2 separate regions of the Rattus norvegicus genome follow, and region 2 is linked to region 1. Evidence: chromatin contacts called from public Hi-C data. All regions are on one chromosome and are shown on one strand. The core of a region is the stretch at or near the end of the contact, and the rest is flanking DNA. Distances in the headings are between cores, read along the strand shown. Region 1 holds the start of Emx2 (empty spiracles homeobox 2). Region 2 holds the start of Rab11fip2 (RAB11 family interacting protein 2).

Region 1 (3,910 bases), core at 1,050-3,549:
CTTGAGCACTGGCCACCCGCAGGTCACCCAGAGACCACCAATGCGTAGAAGGGCATTTTGCTAGAGGCTGGTGGTTTGTTGAGGATATCGGAATCTGTCGAAATGCCTCTGCCTCGTGTAAGGGACTAGGGGCCCTTGTCTGAAGCTAGATGCTCGTTCCCTTAATATATTTTCCTAGTACATCCTGGCACAAAGAGGTGAGGGGTCAAGCAAGTACCACCTGCATATGGGGGTCTCAATCAAATCTCCCAGGCAGGTCTGGATTCCTTGACCCTCAAAGTCAATGGCTGTGATACCCTCAGCCAAGCTTACTAATGTTAACTCTGGGGGAGGTATTTGGCTTGAGAGAAGAGTTTAGAGGTCCTAATTTGGAGTCACAGCCTTTCAGGCCTATTGTAGACCCACCTTCTCATTCTCTTCCAGGTTATCTGCGGGGTGACCAAGTGGAAGTGTTAGTTTCTAGCTTCTGAAGCCCTCACTTGACCCCTAGATCCCCTGAATCTTGCTTGGCTAGGCGCTGCTCAAGGCTTCCGCCCTTCACTGGGCTCTGGCCTTCAGAGGCTCAGCCTCTATTTCCACAACCCACATGAGACTAGGGAGGTATTTCTCAGCTACATTTGAAGGGGCAGGTGGTTCAGGCCTGAGGAGAGTGTGGCCTCAAATGCATATCCCTTTTATAGGGCTGAATCTAAATGCTCACAATCTTTGAGTTTGCTCCTCTACCCCCCAAAAATGGGATAAAGAAACAAGGCCATATAGAATAGAAGGTAAAAAGATCTGAAGTCTGAGGCAAGGGCAGATTTATACCATGAGGAGAGCAAAGCTGAGGTGGGAACACTTTTCTCAACTTCCATTCTTCCTAGGGGGCCCCCGGAGCTTCTGCCTTCTCACATGAACACTATACAAGAAACACACACACACACACACACACACACACACACACACACACACACACACACACCCTAAACAGCAGTAGATGGAAATCAAGAGAAGCAAACAGGAGAGCTGGCATGGAACCCGTTAATGCCAGGACTTCCTGGAGCGCCCTAAGGCCGGGACCCTTGGTGGAATCAGGTGGCCTTCAGAGTCTCCGTCTTCTCCAGATCTGCTCCTCCCAGGTCTCAGGCAACCTCGCCACCAAGCACAGACATTTTATCCCTCTCAGGATAAATGGCTTCGACCTGGACCTGGGAGTAACAGATTTAAAGGACGCCAGGAAAAAAAATTATCATTAATTGTAAACGTGCAAAATACCTGCTGGTACTTCACTTTAGAAGAATGTAATTGGCAAAGGGTGTGTATGTGGGGTGGGGGGAGGCGGCTGATGAATAGATAATAGATCTTTAACCACCAATAAACAGAGAGCAGCGCCAGCAGGCTGGGGGGATGTGATCATAATTATGCCGCAGCGTGAGCCAATGGGGACAAGAGAAGTCGGCCCTAAAATCATCCCAAAACCGAAGGCAAGCTCGAAAATGCGGACAGGGCCTAGGACCGGAGACGCAATCCTAAGTGCCTAGTTGCGAAACCTGGATTTGCAGACCAACCCAGCCCCGGGACCACAGATGTCAAAATAAAAATAGGTACAACAATAATAGCAATAATGGGAACAGTGTCAACGCCACTAAAAACAATGGAACGATAACACAATCACAGCTTCAGCTTCTGACCTAGGACCCAAGACTCCTTTCCCAAATATCCCCACATATCCCAGAAAGAACTGTTTTGGGGAAGGAAGTGACCGCCCTACAGACAGGAAAAGCAGAAACTCTAGGTGCAAGCTCTACGTCCGCTGCAACGGTACAGGCGCAACTGGCCCTTCAGGTTTGAACTTGCAAACGAACCAGCCGGGTCAAAGACTGAGAACGCGTGGACCCTGGAACCTCGAAGCTACGCTTGGTTGGAGGGGTGGGAGGGCCCCCCTTCTCGCGCGCCTAGGAAACCTCCGGAGTTTTGCTGGGGGTGGGGATTGGTATGAGTGAAGCGGGTTAGCCCTTGCCCGGAACCAGTCCCCGCCCGCTTACCCTCGCCGGGCGCCTGAAGCCATCTCAGTGACCCGGGTGCGGGCCTCCAGGGGACAACTTCAGCGGAGCTCAGGGCGTGAAGAAATCTGTGCGTCCGTCGGTGCTTCAGTCCCATCAGCTCCGGCGACGCTGGTTTAGGATCCAGGGGTCCGCAGCAAAGGCAGAGCGGCCCCCGAGAGTCTGCAGGGACCCGGGTGCCCCGGAGGGAGTGGTGTTGGTGCAGTAGGAGGCGGTAGCTGAGGAGGAGGAGGTGGAGGAAATAGGAGGAGGAAGAGGAGCAGGAGGAGGAGAGGAACGAGGAAGAGGAGGAGAAGAGGGAAGCGGAGGAGCCGAAGGAGGAGGAGAGAAACTGCAGCGGGTGCCGCGAGAGCGAGGGAGCTAGCCCGGAGCGCAGGGCGAAGACACCAAGAGGTCTGCGGCCGGGCGGGCGGCTGGAGGCACGGCCGGGGCAGTGGCGCCGACTCCGTTCCATTCTGGGACCGGATCCAGGCCTCCGGGTTCCCAGGCGTTCGCCTCCCTCTGACGCACTTTAAAGAGTCTCCCCCCCTTCCACCTCAGGGCGAGTAATAGCGACCAATCATCAAGCCATTTACCAGGCTTCGGAGGAAGCTGTTTATGTGATCCCCGCACTAATTAGGCTCATGAACTAACAAATCGTTTGCACTACTAGTGAAGAAGCGAACACTTCCATGGATTGTCCTTGGACTTAGGGCGCCCTGCCCGCCTTTTGCAAAGGAAAGAAAACTTTTTTTTGCCTCCCCGAGAACCCCCCTCCCTGCCTCTAACTCCAACCCCCCCCCAACGCCACCTCGCTCAAAAAAATATTACCCCAATCCACGCCTGCAAATTCTTCTGGAAGGATTTTCCCCCCTCTCTCCAGGTTGGGCGCGTTTGGTGCAAGATTCTCGGGATCTTCGGCTTTGCCTCTCCTCCCCCTCCCCCTCCTTTCCTTTTTCCTTTCCTTTCTTTCTTCCTTCCTTTCTTTTCCTTACCCCCACCCCCACCCCAAACAAACGAGTCCCCCATTCTCCTCGGTCTTCGCCGCGGGCAGCGGGCGGCGGAGGCAGCGCGCCGCGGTCGCCGGGAGCAGGGAGCCCAGGGCGCCCGCTCCTCGGCGCAGCATGTTTCAGCCGGCGCCTAAGCGCTGCTTCACCATCGAGTCGCTGGTGGCCAAGGACAGTCCCCTGCCTGCCTCACGCTCCGAGGATCCCATCCGTCCCGCGGCGCTCAGCTACGCCAATTCCAGCCCCATAAATCCGTTCCTCAACGGCTTCCACTCGGCCGCCGCCGCCGCCGCCGCGGGCAGGGGCGTCTACTCCAACCCGGACTTGGTGTTCGCCGAGGCGGTCTCGCACCCGCCCAACCCCGCCGTGCCGGTGCACCCGGTGCCGCCGCCGCACGCCCTGGCCGCCCACCCCCTGCCCTCCTCGCATTCGCCACACCCCCTCTTCGCCTCGCAGCAGCGGGACCCGTCCACCTTCTACCCCTGGCTCATCCACCGCTACCGATATCTGGGTCATCGCTTCCAAGGTACGTGCCACGTCGCGGAACTGAAGCGCGCCGGTCCGATCGCCTTCTTCACTGTGCCTGGCCTGCTCCGGGTGGGCGCTCCTCAAGGCCTGGGCGGAGGTCAGCCCGGGTGCTCGACTCCGAAACCGGGTAGCAAGGGGCCCGAGTCGCATTGGTTACCAATCTCTGAAGCCTAGACTCCTTTGGGTTACTGACTTGCTCACTCCTTGACCTTTTCGGAAAGGGGTGCAAACGAGGTGTCCTGTGTTTCGCGCCAGGGTCGGGCTGGCTGGGACGTGATGCTGGGCGGCGAAGTCCGCTGTCAAGAAGCTCTGAGCCCGCGAGGTCCTCGAATCTTGTTTCCTTGGACCGTGTTC
Region 2 (3,737 bases), core at 761-3,260, 470 kb after region 1:
CAAAGCTGCCAAAGACGGAAATAAAACAAGAAATTTTTAAAAGGCTACTTCTTTCTCAGGATCTTTGGATCTACACTTGGGCCTACTTAAATTTGGGAATTTACGTTCGAGGGGTCTGTGGTATATTACCATTAATATTAAAAGTACTTTTTAAAGCACAGTAAGAAATTTGAAACTGTACATGCTTGAAAGCTCACAGTCAAAACACTTTAAAGGTATACACTGAGTCACTTCAAAGTGACAATTTGGGGCAAATTATTTGGTTACTATTGATTTTTCATTTTAACGCTGATGAAGAACTCCTCGGAAGAAAGAACATGCTATTTGTTAAATATTAGGAAATTTAAAAATCATTAAATATACAACTTAAACTTTCTCCCCCCTCAACTGAATATTTACCTATTTTTTTCTTGTTGCATTTCTAGTGTTTTATCTTACATAAACTAAATCTTAGGTAAAGACTTTATTCAAAACAAAACAAAAATAATTCCTATTAAATGAAGTTTTCTGGCAGGCTTTAAAAGGGAAAAAAGAGAAAAGATCATTATACTTAAAAGAAATTAATGTGAACTTAAAATTATCATGGAAAGTGCTCTAAAGGGTAGGTAGATAAACATCCATCAGGACTGCGTTTTGCTTTTTTTTTTTTTTTTTTTTTTTTAAGCTACTTGGGAAGAGGGACACCCTCTGATGAGTTCCCCCAACCCTCTTTTCATAAACTCCAGCCATCTCCAGGAGCCTTCAGGCCCACTATAAGCTATGTATGTAAGGTGAAGCCTGGACAGGCATGTAAGCTAAAGGGCAGGACAGGAGGTCTGCCTTTCCAAACTTGCTACTTGTTTCAACTTAGGACATAATATCCTAGTGTTGGTTTGCATCCTGATTTCTTAAATTAAGTATATCTAACTTGGGCTTGAAAGTTCTATTTCAAAAGCCATGTTTTCATCAAAGAAGTCATTAAATCACTGCATCACAAGACTGTAATCACTGTCTCCAATCTTACACCAGTTAATTCCGTCTAAACACAACAGCTTTGCTGAACTGATTCTTCAGTAAACAATAGCTCCACTATGCTGCAAATTCAAAGGAAAAATGTCAGTGGGTTCAAGACTGAAGATGTCTGTGCAGACTTCCAAAACTTTTCTTTTAACAACTTTCTCCCTATCAAGAAGTACTGACCCTGAAAACTGGTGGAGCAAAAATAAAGGCCAACTGTTTCCAATGCTGAAATACGGTTCTAAAATTAGAAACTTATCTTTTGACAGCCTTTATTAGTAATTTACCTTTTAACAGTGCTCAACAAACATAAACCTAATGGTACACATATATTTAATTTTCTGGTTTTCCAGTTCATGCTCTAGGCCTCTAATAAAAAGTATTAAAATCCAATGCAAAATATTCCACTGTTTAAGAGCCCTTTACCTCACACAGAAATGGGGCGGGGGGGGGGGGGGGGGGGACTGGTTCACTAATCACTCCATTAAAAAAAAATTCAGAGCAAAGGCTATTTTCACTTCAAAGTCATGCAAAGAGAAGTGCTTAAAACTGGATCCTATTTCAACCCCAAAGACCAATGCCTCGAATATACTGTTCAAGTACAGTAAATCCATGTATCTTTAAGTACCCAAAATTCAAAATAAATTATGTAACTTACTCTGTTTTCCTTCTTTGTTTGTCCTCAAAGATGTCATTGAGATTGATTGCCACCTGCCCTAAAAACTTATCCAGTCCCACCAGGGACCTGTGCATCACTATAAGAAAAAGAATGTATTTCTCCGGATTACCCTGCATGAGCAACCCAGGCAGCTCAAAAGAGGCCTCCTCCTTCCAGACCGGCTCCAGGGTTTTCTCCGCTACAGATGTAGAATACTTCTCTTTGCCCAACTGAATTATGGTGTATGTGTCATTGGTGCCACTTTTGCCTTTTGGCTTCAGATCTTTAGCTTGGAGCACTGTGACCTGCACGTGGGTTGGAAACCACTTTTGGGCTTGCTCAGACAGCATCATTCTGGGGCTTTTTTTGTTTTGTTTTGTTTTTCGGTTTTGTTTTTTCTTTTTGTTTTTGTTTTTCTCTGAGCAGAGTTCAGAAGCACAGGCAGCGCCCCTCCCGCGGGGAGAGCCCCGTACACTGATCACTGCATCCTTAAGGGCACTTCAGCGAGCTGGGGAGTCAGGGCTGCCCCGAGGTCCCTAAGGGCTGATGTCAAGAGGACCGGCCCGGTGGCCGCCGCCGCTGCGGGGGTCCCTTTCTTCCGTAGAAGCACAGGGGCCCACATCACCTCCGCGCCGTCCGGGCCTCCGCGCGCAGCCCCGCGCCTCGCGTCGCCGCCGTGCCGGGGCCTGTGCCCCTACGGCCCGGCCTCAGCCCCGCGCGGCCCGGCTCCTCCTCCGACCCGGCTGATACGAACCGTCGGCAGCCGCCGGGCCTGGCTCCCACCGCCCGCGCGGCCTCGCCTCGCCTCGGCTCCTCCCCCGAGAGTGGCGCAGGCCTGGGAAAGCGGGTCGGAAGCGGCCGTCCTGGACCGACGCCGGAGGGACGCGGGGCGCGGGCGGCAAACTGAGACCGGCGGCGGCACCAGGCGAGGCCTGGACAGCGACCCGCGGCTCCTAGCGCCGGGCGCGCGGCGGCCGCGCCACTTCCGGGTTGGCCGTCTCCATGTTGAGCGGGACTGCGCGAGGGGCGGGGCCGGGCGGGGTTGGGGGTCAGCGCCTCCCTGGTTGCCGTGACGACGGGGCGCGCGGTGCGGCACGCGGAGGCTGGGGTGCGCGCGCTGGACGGTGGGTGCTGAGGTTCCAGCCTGTCGGTTACTGCGCTCTGAGGACGTGAGAACCCGCGGAGGCCGACAGGGGGTTCTGGGAGGTGGCCCTGGGCCCTGAACACAACGCCCGCACTTGGGGGAGAATCGGTTTCCATCTTGGAAGACAGGAATCTGCCCCAGCTGTGTGTTCAGTCCTGACTAGGCGCTGGTGTCCTTAAATGGTGGTAGAGCACTTAGCTCTTCTTGAGAGGCAATTCTTCCTCCATTCTCCATGTCTTGAAGAGGAAACCTTCAACTGACTAAAGGGACCTCCTCCTGAGCACAGACCAAAAGCGAAGGACTCAGATTTCAAATCTACCCTTGCTTAATAAAGATCCTAGACGCTTTGGGATGGCGTCAGAGACCTGGTTCTGACCCCGTGCCTGCCGCCATAATTCTATGGAACTATTTAGTCATCTTTCCCTTCCTAATTTGTGTGTATGGCGTCCAAGTCAAAAGCGTTCCCTGAGTGCTGTCAAGTGCTCAGGAAACCAAACCACAACTTCATGGCTAGAGAGGACACGAGCTCTATGTCTCCCTTTTCCCGCTCTACTTTATTTCCATCCATGTCTTCCTAGAAAAATTCTTAAGTTCTTTGAACTACCTGCCAGTATATCCAACCTGTGGCCAACAATAGCTATGAGTGGGGCCAAATGTAATTATTATGAGAGTATTTAACTGCATTGTGCTTTTCTTCAGGGAGAACTTTGTAGACAGATGACAGCTCTTGAAGCAATGTCCAAAGATTAGACATCCCTGAAGGACTTCAGGGATACTAGGCATTAAGCAGACATGCTAACCAATCTGTTGACTAAATGCTTTTCTCCCTTTATGGGACTAATTTTGAGAATAAATATGATAGATAGGAATGTGCTTTATCCAACTTAAAGCAGCCATAAACTATAAGGTATTGTGTTTATTGTTTTAGAGCAAGTTTTA

Evidence for each region. A called contact is a pair of places that touch in the nucleus more often than the background predicts.
Region 2: a contact with region 1 is called in a Hi-C map of the A7r5 cell line, with 2.7 times the contacts expected there. The contact joins the promoter of Rab11fip2 here to the promoter of Emx2 in region 1. A contact is called at or near these places in 4 of 12 Hi-C or Micro-C datasets (the A7r5 cell line, Schwann cells, frontal cortex and 1 more) and 1 of 1 datasets of contacts at active chromatin or transcription factors (oligodendrocytes).

Annotation. Positions count from the first base shown.
Region 1 is chr1:268,610,364-268,614,273 of GRCr8, forward strand. Emx2 (empty spiracles homeobox 2) reads left to right here and starts at 2,300. Exons shown (of 3, transcript NM_001109169.2): 1 at 2,300-3,554. The coding sequence starts at 3,146. It also overlaps Emx2os.
Region 2 is chr1:269,077,651-269,081,387 of GRCr8, forward strand. Rab11fip2 (RAB11 family interacting protein 2) reads right to left here and starts at 2,011. Exons shown (of 5, transcript NM_001107447.2): 1 at 1,655-2,011. The coding sequence starts at 2,007.